2 separate regions of the Ovis aries genome follow, and region 1 is linked to region 2. The links are chromatin contacts, called in public Hi-C maps. All regions are on one chromosome and are shown on one strand. Each heading gives the region's core, a stretch centred on a gene start, on an enhancer-like site or on the middle of the called end of the contact. The rest is flanking DNA. Distances are from core to core; before and after follow the strand shown.

Region 1 (6,470 bases), core at 2,432-4,931, 290 kb before region 2:
TCAGCAAGAGATGGTTTAAAAACCCAAGCAAGTGGTACAGGGGCCTTGGCCTTCAGAAGGGCCTGGAAGGGTCTGTCAGTGTGTCTTGTTCACGTGTAGCCTTTTTTATGAATGAGATTCAAGGAGAACTTTCTATTGTAGTGCTTCTTTCCCCAGTGGCTAGTCATCTCCTCAGAGATCCACTGAATGTATGACCCCCCCCACCCCCGTCTTGTACCTCCCACAACAGCCAATGCTTGTGACCTTCCTGAGCACTTGGTCATCCTAGAGACCCCTGAGTTACATCACTGTGATCAGAAATGACAGCAAATGGCATTAAGTGCAACTGAGGACAAACGTCCCATAACCCAGAGACAGTCAACCGATTTTACGCAGACACCTTTCCCGGAGAGCTTGTTTGCTCATGGCCTCAAAAGACCTTCTATGAGAAGCAAGCTTGCTTTCTCTGTCTCACACAGTTGAGCACTGGATTTTATCCTGCCCTGGATAGTTCTCTAACTGAGAGTTCTGTTTTCCTATAAAGGCAGTGAGTTTCTCGAGGTCAAGACCCTTCTGTCACTACCCCGCTCCCTAACACACATAATTTCATCAGATACTTGGACAATGTTTCATAAATACCAGGTAACTGGGCCCAGAAAAAAAAAAATCCCCTCTTGAGGAATGGCTCAGGTGGGCCCCGGGGTTGAATGGACTGGCTCGGGCCATCTCCTAGAGGATGTCTGGTGCACAGTCAGTGCTCAATATACAGCCACTCAGTTCATCAGGGCACATCTGTCTGGTTCCAAACTTCTCAAGAAAGCCAAGTCAAAGCAAACCCTCCTCACACAGTAGGGGGAATCCCATCTCCACTGAACACACAGTCAGTCATGTGGTTCCAAGGGTTTGACCCCAGCAAGGCTGTGGATGGGAAAGCTCTCCCTAAGGTGCTTTAAAAAGGAGAGCCGGTTTTGGGATCACCTTTTCTCCTCTTCAAGTTGGTTGAGAAGTTCCACCTTCTCCCTGTCGGCAGCTTCCACCATCGTTCGCAGCTGGTCCATCTTGGCCTCCAATTCCAGGACGTGCTGGGAAAGGCAAGGGTGTCAGTGAGTGGCCTCCTCCTGACCCAGATGCTGGCCCAGACGTGCCTCCCAAAGAGCTACTGCTAAGTGGTACAACTGTGGGTTGGCATTAGTCAAAAACCTTGTCACGTTAAAGTGCTTTCTATGATCTCTTATAACAGGTTATTCTTGGCAGCACTTCTGGGAGCCGGATGATGAAAAACCACACCATTAAAGCAAAAGGGGGTAATGCTAAAACAACTCTCATCTCTTTTTAAAAGATTTTTTAAGGTGGACCATTTTTAAAGTCTTTACTGAATTTGTTAAAATACTGGTTTTATTGGTTTTATGCTTTGGTGTTTCTTGGTTGTGCTTTTTTTTTCTTTGGTCACAAGTAGGATCTTAGCTCCCCAACAAAGGATTGAACCTGTACCCCCGGCATTGGAAGGCGAGGTCTTAACCATAGGGCCACCAGGGAAGTCTCCCCTCTCATCTCTTTTGAAGCTGAAACTCATACAAAGCATAATCTACAAAACCGGAGTTGCAACCACTACTAAGGTCCTGGTGTTTAAGCTCATCTGACAACAGACAGGCCGAGAGGCCTGGATGCAAAGGCCAAAGAGCGCAGCAGGCTCAAGAAGAGCAGAACCTCACCTTTACGACGGTGCAAACTGGGACCCAGGGCACAGCTTTCAGACAAGCCCAGCAAAGATAGCTGTGCTCATTCCAGCATGCCAGGGATCAGCTCCCGGGCTCCGAGCACCAGCTATGCTGCCCAGCCTCCGCCCTCAATCTAGACACCGTCACCGACTCCGCAGCAAGATCAGCCTAGAACCCGTCACCATCTCCACCACAAGGTCGGGGCCAGACTTCACCTGGTCGTGTCCATCCCGGGCCAGGGCGAGCTCCTGCTCTATCTCCCCCACATGGCTCGTGGCCTTGGCCACCTCCGCCCTCTCTAGATCCCGTTCGGCCAGCAGCTGCTCAATGTGCTGCTGCTTCTCCTTCAGGGCCTCCTGGAGGGCGGTGGTGCCGGAGATCTTCCTGGCGTAACGGGAGGAAGTTTCAGTCAACTGCAAAGGAAAGTTAAAGACGTGAAGGGCGGCGATGCTATGAGGGATGTAGGGAGGGGGCAGTACATGCAGGGCGGGCGTCTCCTCGGCAAAGTAAAAGCGTTGCCCCTGGCTCGCAGGCTTGCCCAGGCTTAGGAAAGGTTTTCCATCGTGGAGACAAGACGGTGCATGCCTCGGGCCTGTCAATGTCACAAAGAGCCCACCGATGTAAAGAGGCCACAGAAAAACCAGGAAGATGTTTGTGGCTCAAAATCAAAGGTGCCCTGAGCTGGGCTGAGGGGGCCGGGTAGAAAAATCCTGCAGGACCCAGGTCACAAGCTTCTCAAGACTCCATTTCCACCTGGACTTCATGAACAGTTATCTTCTCATGAAAACAATTTGGCCAATCTTCTGATCCTTAGACTTTAGAATGAGACTTTTTTCAACTTCTTGAGCTTCTACACACCTTTAAGTGACCATGATGTCACCCAAGGAATCACAGACCTTCCTTCAACTGATTACATAGTTTACACAGTCGGAACTTTGTCAGATTTGCTTCACCTTTCTTCTAGAACGAAAGGCAGAGGTGATTTCACCCAGGGATCCAGCTGTGAGGACCTGGTTTCCAATCCCCAGAAAACATTTACAAGGATACGATGAAAAGGAAACTTGTGTTGTGCCTTCCAAGCATGTGTGAATGGATGAGCGTGCAAGTACACACGTAAGAGAAAGGAAGAAAAATGGCACGGGGTGGGGCGGGCGGAGAAAAGGGGGAAAGGAGAAGTTCGTGGAGAAAGAAAAGTAGGGGGAGGAAGGAGAGAGAGAAAGAGTGGATGAGATGGGGAGGGGGGAGGAGAACAGGAGTTGAGGGAGAGACAGCAGCGGGGGAAGCGTGGAGAAAACCTGTTTCTGCTCTCATCTCTGCTGTTTCACATAGCAGACACCTCTCAAGGTGCCTAACTGTCATGTGAAAACACAGAGGACAGAACCTTCTGGTAAAGAGTTCAGAGGTCATTTGGACAAGCTGAATAACACTCTTGCAGGCTGGACTCTGGGGGCCTGGGAGGGGCTCCAGACAAAGCTGCAAACCTTTGGCCAGCGTTTGTCTGAGACCATTTACCGAGTGATCGCTGGCTTGAGGAGAATGCCACTGTTTCTACTGAGAGCAATTTCTTGAATTACTTAAACATATGAGGGGGAGGGGGACTTCCTGTTCTCTCTTTTAACCACCTGACCTTGACTTTCCAGTTTCACTATGTGGTTATACTTTCTCGTACTAATATTTCCTCCCTTAAAAAAAGAAAAAAGAGATTTATTTATTTGGCCGTGTCAGGTCTACATTGCGGCATGCAGGATCTTCATTTGTTTCAGCACGTGGAATCTTTAGTGTGGCATTTCAACCCTCAGTTGTGGCATATGGGATCTAGTTCCCCAACCAGGGATCGAACCCCGGGCCCCTTGCACTGGGAGCGTGGAGTCTTAGCCAACATTTCTTCCTGAATACACTAAATCTGAGCTTCTCAAACCCTGCAGGGAGACACACCCCAGGGTGCTGCAGCTAACTCCCAGGTTAACAGTGACGCCTGTTGGACATGATGCAAACTACTAGCTTGGAGGGAATTCAGCTTCAACCTTGGATTGTATTTATAATGACACTACATTCCTTTCAGTCACATCTCTCCAAAGCTGGGTTTTGGCCACTGCCAGGACAAAAAGCCCAAATCAATGTAGCAAAGAAAATGAGGGAGGCAGTGTTCACTACGAGTCCAAGGTTTGATAGGATGTGCAATGCCCATGAGGAGCAACCTAACAGTAACTCACTGTGGTTATTTAAGAATGAATTACAAATACTATTTTTGCTTTCATCTAATGAGAATCTTTTTTTTTTTTTTTGAACAGTAACTAAACCATGAGGACATAAATATGAAGTTGTTTGGACTGAAATACTTAATAAACAGAACTGTTAGCTATTTTTTTTTTGGCCTATGGGCACTGTGAGAAAATAACAGAGACTCTAAAGGTTCTGTGGAACTGTGATAAATACTGTCAGAAGATCATTTTCATTCAAGAATCTTTCAGCTTTTTTTACATATGTACAATGGATCATATTGTTGAGCTGTATTTTTAGGAAATCATGCATTTGATTATTCTGTTTTTCACATATTCATTTATGGTGATTTCTGGTTTAGAAACTGTAACCACTCGATATAAAGAGATAAAAATAAGCTGCTTTAAAAGGCAATGAGACTCATTTCTCTTTCGCTAGTTTTCTTCAAAGAGGAATCAGAACTGGTCTAAAAACTAAGAGGAGAGGTTGGGGGGACAGGAAGGGCTTGGGGAATTGCCAAAGAAATGGACACAATTGTAACACAATAAAAATGTCTCAAAAAAAAAAAAAAAAAAACCCACTCAAGAAAGAATTTCGAATCCAGAATAGACATGTCCACAGAATTGCTCCTGGATTAGTCCTGAAAATGTAAACTCATGTCCTGAAACATAAACTCGATGTCCACATTAGAGCTGGCCGACTGACTCTGAACAAGGCTTCATCCAAATAGAGGATTTTCTTCACCTTCATTTCACTCAGACATTCTAAGAGTTCTTGTCAAGCTTTTCTTATCAAGTTCACTTGTAATTTTCACACTGAAGATGCAGGCTTTTATATGCAGAATAACATAGTCCAAGCAGGTACCTGTATCACCTGAACGTAAGGGGAAGAAGTTCAATGACTGCAGAGGAGGGTAGCCCCTGCTATAAAGAAAGACGCCCCCGAAGGTCCCGTCCCTGCCCAGTGTCAACGGAAAGAAGGCCAAGCAAGATCAGGGGCCAGCAGCCTTACTCCCCAGTCGCGCCACTTCACATTCTAATTCCTGTCTGCAGTTCATTGTCATGAACCAGAGACCCAGAATCCAGTCTGGAGTGTAATCGCACGCAATCATGTCAAATTTGAACAGTTATCTGCCTCACTTCAAGCGAATAAACTGAAGGGCAAGGAGTGGGGGTGGGGAAGCAAAGCCAAAAAGTCATTGCTTTGGCCCTAAGAAAGCATGACATTAACAAACAGAACAAGATGCTGCCTATTTTGATTCTGATGATTTTATCTTACTGATCAAAGCAGGAAAGGGGGAGAAAAGGAGAGAGAGTGGGAAGGGGAGATGGAGAGAGGAGACAACACAAAACAGGGCCTTTCAGGCATCTTTTCCAGTTGTCTAAGTTCTTCTCTGCATCCTCGGGCCTGAGGCAGGAACACTCCACACCCACTGATCTGCTTTCAGTGGGTGAGACTGCATGAACACAACATGAAAATTCTAAGAACATGCCTTTTCTCAAAATACTTTTAGTTCCTAGTCTGACAACAAAGAGAAAGAGACCCAGGTAGTTGGGGAAAGGGATCCCTCCAATTTTCCTGTCTTCCTGATGCAAAAATAATATCAGAATGATCAACCATCCCATATGTTAGACTAGGGAGTCGTTACTATCGATTCACCAAGCACTGTGGTATCTCCCAGTCTTAGGAGTCTGAAAGGAGCTGTTAAAAATTCTTTTGGGTTCTCTTTTGCTGCGAAATGTATAAGGATGTTCACAAGCTACAGTGAACAAACATTTCATACAAGGGTGAGAGGAGGCGTAACCTTTCCTAAAGCGAAGCAGGCGTGCTGATGGCAGTGGGGGGCATCTGACATGCCTGGGATGCAGAGATGCACAGACAGGAAGGGAGGCTCACCAGTCCTGTCCGGCTGGGCTTGCTGCTCACGGAGGAGGCCACGGAGCTCATGGAGCTGAGAGAGGAGGCGGACGGGCTGCGCTTCATGCTGGCAGGCGTGGTCGCCATCACGCGCCTCACCGCGGCAGCCTTGGCTTTGGCTGGCGTGGTGGAGGGGAAGCCGATCTTGGTGACTTTGTGGACCGGAGCAAACAGGCCATACTTGGGTTGACACTGAAAATACCTTGAGGGGACAACAATTAAGGACAGGAACAAAAAGCGGCTTAATGACAAGAAAGAAAAACTTATAACCAAAAGGTTCTCCTGACTCTTAACTTGTGACCGGCTTGCTGTGAATTCTACCAACCGGCTGGGGCGGTACACCCAGCCTGCAGCGTTCACTGGGTATGCAGGCTGATAAATAACTTCAGTAATGTCCTCAAAGACACACGAGGAAACAACAGTGTGATACGCAGAGACGGAATCACTCGTCTGTTGCTAAGATTCTATGTAAAAAGGAAGTCATTTCTACTATCTGATAAACACACAACAGAAGAGTTCAGCAACCCAGTGATCCCACTTAATAAAACCTTGCTAAACAAAAGGAAAAAGAAATCGAACAAGCACCTAGCTGGCCGATTCACTCAAGTAAAGGGGGAGAAGTATCATCTGGTTAGT
Region 2 (6,265 bases), core at 573-3,072:
GATTCTTTGAGACCCCCATGGACTATAACCTGCCAATCTCCTCTGTCCATGGAATCTTCCAGACAAGTATACTGGAGCCGATTGCCATTTCCTACTCCAGGGGATCTTCCTGACCCAGGGATTGAACCCACGTCTGTTGTGTCTCCTGCATTGGCAGGTGGCTTCTTTACCACTGTGCTACCTGGGAAGCCCCTGGCACATAGTAAGAACCCAAGTTTTATGAAATGAAGTCACCTGGACTCGATCTCCAAATGAACAGGTTCTTGGCATGTTAAGTGTCAATAAACGGAAGCTTTTATTATTGGAATCAAATAGGCTTAGAAACAAGATCTTTTACTATCTTTTAGAATTGATGCTCTTCTGTGAGAGGGGGAAACCACTCATTTATATAAGAAAGATATCAGAGTAGAGGTCATAGTCTCTGGTGCAAAAGATTATGCTAGATGGCTTCATACACACAAAGCTCTGAGCAGACAATTTAAGGGTGGTACTGGTGGTGGCAAATGAAGTTGTAGTCAAGGGGAAGAATGAAACAGATGTGAGTGGAGGAAACAGCAAAATAGAAAAGAACCACCTCCAACATCTACAAAGCACTTTTGGTCTCCATTTCCCTAACCCACATCTCTTCAACTGTTGTAGTGTTATTCCCATTTCCTAAATAGGACTCAGGCTGAAAATGGATACGAAGGGTTTTTCCCAAAATGAAACAACTAGATGGAAGCAAAGCCAAGACACACCGTGAGTGAAAACCTGATGAGAAATGGACTATTTCCTGCAGTATCAGTAAACAAAGGATGTCACAGTCATCATCACCACCAAACTATGAGCTGGTGAACCCTGAGGGAACTTGGGAAGGAAAAAACTACCTGCCATCTAGCAGTCATCAGACTACAGCTACTCCCTACAATGAGCACTGAGGAAACTCAGGATGGGAAAACACAGGATATTGGCCCCAGGTAGCTGACGTGTATATTAAAGGAAAGATTTCAGTAAGCCCAGACTCCTGCATCTACTCTCACACAGAAAAATCACTTAATTTCTTTACTTGACATACCTGATTTTCTTTAATTAACAATAATCTTTTGGTTTTCAGACTACCTGCTCCTTGCTGCAAAATGCCTATATATCCTGGCTTCTGTCCTCCCCAGAACAGTTCTCTCAGGGTTAACTTGAGAAGCTGCCTCCTAGGCTTGAAGCCCTAAAATTCCAGCCAAGTAAAACCTAACTCGCAATCTTGAGGTTGTGAATACTTCTTTAGTCTACAGTGACGTGGGAGAGTTTAATTCCAATTTAAAACATATATAAGGATCAGTAAACACCAGGAAGCTGTGAAAATAGTTGTTAGGTTGGTGAAATTGCAGGACAATGAGAAAAATGGAATAGCATTGACACTGTCTTTTTAAAAAGAATTCCGCCAATATAGGGCAGGTCGTTGAAATTAAACCAAACGCATTTTCCAGTTGCAATCTCCCCGCGGAGGAATGACATCCAATAGGCTGGAGGTTAGTCAGGACTGAAGGAGGCACTCCAGACCCCAGGGCCACGGCCACGTCCCCGCCTCAGCAGCAAGCAGTAAGCAGTCTTCGCTTTCCAAAGAGCGCCCCCTTTCGCGCCGCGACCGCGGACCACCCACCCTCTCCCACAAGTAACGAGCACCGCCTACTGGCTGTCAGCCTCTAGGCTGCTTGGCCCCGCCCCTGAGCGAAATGCGCATGCTCTCCAATTCCTCCCCGCCCCAGCCTTCAGGCTTCTCGCGACAGCCGCCCGGCGGCCACTGAGTCTCGCGATAAAGGCTTATTATCTCGCGGGACCGCCGCTGGTAGACGCGCTCTCGGGCGGCTCTGGCTGGAGAAGAGGAATCGCATGTGTCGCTTCAGCTGGCGGTAGTGGCGGGAGCGGAGGCGGTGGAGGCTGTGCGACCGCCTGGGTAATAACCCCTCGTGCCTCTCCCGCTTCGGAGAAGCTTGTAGAGAGCGTGAGGAAGCTGAGGTGCTGTCCGGCGGAAGGGGGCCGGGCCGGGCGCCTCCACACCCCCGCCCACATGGGCCGCTCTGGTGTCCCCGGGGTTGCCCCTGTCGCTTCAGGTCGCGCCCTCACACCTGACCGCCCTTGTCGCCTTAGTCCTGTTACATTCTGCTCCTTTCTGGTTCTTTTGCCCGTATTCTTATCTCCTCAGACTCTAGTCTCCCCGCCCTCTCCCACTTCCATCCCCTCTCCCGACTCTAAAGCGTCCCTTTCTTGGCATCCAGCCGCCCCCACACCCTGCACTCTGGGCGCCTCCGGCGACCCACCCCTTCTTCACCCCCTCTTCGTAGGTTTTTCCAGCCCCTTCAGCTGCTTCGTGGCCTTTCTCTGTTGTACTTTGCATCCCTCCCGAATCACCCCCTAAACCTTTTGCCTTGCCCCCACCGAGGTCACTATCCCCATCCTTTTTTCCCATTGCTGCTGCTTCCACCGGTGCCCCCCCCCCGCCCCGCCCCTCGTTGTCATGGTCCATTTGCTATGAATCTCACTGTTGTCGCTCGCTTTCCTGGAAAATGGTGTGCCCAGAATTACTCATATTTTATGGATCCAGCTTCTTACCTTTCATTCAGCAGAGAATTGAAACAGATTTGGGGTGGGGGGATTTCTACTGGAAGACAAGGTTACACTTGAACAGTGTTTCTCTCAGGGCCTTGGTCCCAAATAGTGAAGCTGTGTTATTTTCTTTTCTGACAGGTTTTGAAATGGCTGCTGACATTTCTGAATCCGGTGGGCATGATTGCAGAGGAGACCAGAGGAGCAACACCAAGTTAGATGCAGATTACCCACTTCGAGTCCTTTACTGTGGAGGTAAGTGTTGGAAGGCAGAAAATGGCTTTTACTCACCGTATTTTTAGACGTTATGATCAGTGGCTTCACATTTGGTCCAAGTAATTTTTTCATCTTTGTCATTTGGTGAATCTTTAATTGGGAGTTGGGGAAGAGGAGGCATGGATGAACAGATTTTCCCAACCTGTGGGACTTGTGTCTTGCTACTTGGCCTGGAGAAATTTTCAGTCCAGTTGGAATAGACATGTGTAAATAGATTATTCCAGCCCAAAGTAACTTTCCAGTCTGGCCGTTAAAGTTGGGCTTCTTGTAAGATAATTGACTCTTAGGGATGACTGGATGAGGGAGTGGGAAAATGCATCCTAGATGAAGTGAATAGCTGTGTAAGGAAAAGCTTGTCTGTGGAGAAATAAGCAGTTTTGTATGAGTATAGTGTGTAGTGTAGGAATAGTGTAATAACAAGTGGAAGATGATGAGACTGGAGTGATGGACAGTAGGACAGTTGATTAATAAAATGTGGATCAGGGTTTTTTTTTCCCTTTGAGTGTGTTTCCTCATTTTCAGTTCAGAAATATTTGTTAATTGGAAATAGCTAATTTTACTAGCATCTTGAAAAGGTTCAGAAAAATTTGAAGACATACGACAGTAAAGTAAAGGGCAAGTAAATATTATCTTTTTCAGTAAATATTTTTGGCCACTTACTACGTGCCTAACTGTTTTGTGTGCTGGAGACTGAATAATAACTAAGTTCGGAGAAGTCATTGTTCTTGTGGACCTTACCTTCTGTGAATGTAATGGAGATTTCTTCTGGAATTTAAGTACTATAAAAGGAGAAGTGATGTCACTGAGTTGAAAAATTGTATCGACTCATCATTTATTTACTATCTTTGATTAAGAAAATAAAATGAGTATAAAATATCCCAGAGAGTAGGCAGGGGAACTTTATGTAAGGTTGACTTTGGAGTCATGGACCAGGGTTTGCATCCTTACCTTGGGCTTTACCAGCCGCTTCTGCTTTATTCTAGCTCTGTGACCTTGGGCAAGTTACCTGATTTCACTAAGGGTTAGAGGTCTGTTTCTTAAGGTCTGTAAAATAAAGATGGTGATTATATCTGAAGTCAAATAATTCCTATAAAGCTGGTTCAACAATGAATACAAGAACATAATACAGTAAGTGCTCTTATTAAAAAAGTATACTGGTTTAGTTTATTCATTCTTGCTCGTCAGATGTAGTTATGAGTTACCATTCTTTGTATCCTAATTCATTGAATCTAAGTCTTCGTATGTTATAAGATGCACCATTATTTTAGGTTCCACTGAGGAAGAAAAATTTTTTAAGATTGACATGCCATAATTATGGGATGCATCCCTGTAAAAGTGAAAAGAAGAAAGAATTAATGAAATACAGTATATGAAAGTCATCCTCTTCAATTGCTTATGTCACTTCTGAGTTGGTTTTGAATAACTGCACTAAGTATGCATCTAACCCAGTGATATTTCACCAGTAGTCACCAGAGGTCCCTAACCTTTTTGAGAAAGGTTTATTTTTATTTCCCTAGTTTGTGTTGATATTCCAGGCACTAGGATGGAGACAGGATTACCTTTTCCTTAAGGAGTTTAAAGTCTAGTTGTAGGAGAAGGACTTAGGGAATATTCAGTGGTAAAATAAATAGTACTGACCAGAGCTATTAATTAGGATTTTAGGAAAAGGAGGGATCTTTGTTTGAAGGGAAGCTGGTAAAGTGAAGTGAGAAACCTTACGTAATAGGTAGAATTTGCAAGGAAAGGTGGTAAGGTGAAGTCAGTCAGTCGTGTCTGACTCTTTGTGACCCTATGGACTGTAGCCTACCAGGCTCTTCCATCCATGGGATTTTCCAGGCAAGAGTACTATGGGGGCAAGGTTTAATATGCTATTTTCAGGGTAGAGGGGGAAAAAAGGAGCTAATTGGTGCAGAATGCTGGTTGAAATATAGTGAAAAACAAAGGTACGTGGGATGGGGTCATTTCCAGGGAGACATTTGTCTGCAGTACTGAGACTTCAGAATCTGAAGTCAGTCTGAGTTTGAATCCTGGCTTAGCCAGGATTGGTCAAGCCAGGCCAGTGACCTTGGCCAGTTCCTCATCCAGAAAATGAATAACAGAGCCTACCTCAGCGGGCTGTTGAAAAGAATAAAATAATGCTTCCTAAGGCCCCATCTCCTAATAACACCACATTGTGAATTTTGAGGGGACACAAACATGAAGACCATAGCAGAAGGTTTCATGGATGATGGACTTTGTTCTTCATATATCATCAGCAGGTACATAAGATCAGGTTGTTAGTGATGTAAAGCTGGTGACTGCTCAGTATTTTCATTGAAGAGCTATAGTTTACAAATAGTAAATCATCTGTGGAGGAAAATTGACTCAAATAATGTGGAACTTGGAAGATTTGTCCAACTTTTTTCATCATATTAGAATTTTGCTGCATTGAATATTATTTGAAATGGTGTACAAAATTTTATGGTTTTAGAGTTTGCAGTAATGGTATTTAACCTGTAATTATATCCTGAAAGTGTGGCTGAATATTTGTTCCTACTAGTGATTGAACCTGAACTGTGAAGATTAGAGAGCTCTGGTTAAGCAGACAGAGCTTTAGTGGGAAACTCTAAACTGAAATAAAGAGATGGTGCATTTTATCGAATAGTTTCTGCCACATTACCACTTTTGTCATTGGGTGAGCTATTTAACCTATTTCAGGGCTTCATCTTTAAAAGACTGATGCACTGGTACACAGCTACATTGCCTGATAGGTTCTGTGATCTAATTAAGTAAACCAGCATGAGCTTCAGAAACAGACCAAGGTTCAAATCTTGTTCTAACCAGATGCAAATGAATTACTTGTTCTAAGTCTCATTTTTCTCAATCATAATAAACATATGGTAGTTCTTACCTTATCAGGCTGTGATGATGAAACATGATACAAAGTATAACAGTGCCTGGGATGTGCCAGTAGATGGTAATTGCTGTTACTGGTAATGGTGTACTACCTGTCCTCTCCCTCACAAGCCTCAAGGTGTTGGGGCCACTGAACCAGTCCATTCCTCACCTTAAAAATTAAAATAAGCAGTTGACCCAGTAATAGAGTTATAGTTAAAATTGGGAAACTTCGAGTTTTTCTAGTCCCTTAGCCTTTGCAGGCTATCTAGTGACAAGACTGAACCAACCTCCCTTTGAAGGAAGGAAATTCAGTTTCATGATCTTGTGTAGCATAACATGAAAAGAAGAGGAAAACTGTATTGCAAAGAAATGGTAGCAGAGGTGCTGCTGAAGTCTGTAAATGTGTTAGTATGAACGGAAATTAGCGGCTGTTTTAGTGAAGTTATCAAAAGAAATAACCAGCTCCATTTAAGCTTTGTGCATGGGTAATGGTTCCCATCCTAGCTTAGTTTCCAACCCATTGAAGTGGTTGTGG

The links. A called contact is a pair of places that touch in the nucleus more often than the background predicts.
Region 1: a contact with region 2 is called in a Hi-C map of liver, with 2.8 times the contacts expected there. The contact joins the enhancer-like site here to the promoter of DENR in region 2. A contact is called at or near these places in 4 of 16 Hi-C or Micro-C datasets (blood, hypothalamus, liver and 1 more).

Annotation. Positions count from the first base shown.
Region 1 is chr17:53,082,997-53,089,466 of ARS-UI_Ramb_v3.0, reverse strand. It overlaps CLIP1 (CAP-Gly domain containing linker protein 1), which reads right to left. Exons shown (of 27, transcript XM_060401140.1): 5 at 5,814-6,036; 6 at 1,913-2,110; 7 at 958-1,061. Among named protein-coding and RNA genes, the nearest start is that of VPS33A, 69 kb to the left of the region's middle. Within about 2 kb of position 3,681, at least 2 of the 54 cell types and tissues checked have an H3K27ac peak or open chromatin away from gene starts, as enhancers often do. A contact at or near this core is called in liver, where this site is marked.
Region 2 is chr17:52,787,090-52,793,354 of ARS-UI_Ramb_v3.0, reverse strand. DENR (density regulated re-initiation and release factor) reads left to right here and starts at 1,822. Exons shown (of 7, transcript XM_060400753.1): 1 at 1,822-1,989; 2 at 2,719-2,832. The coding sequence starts at 2,727.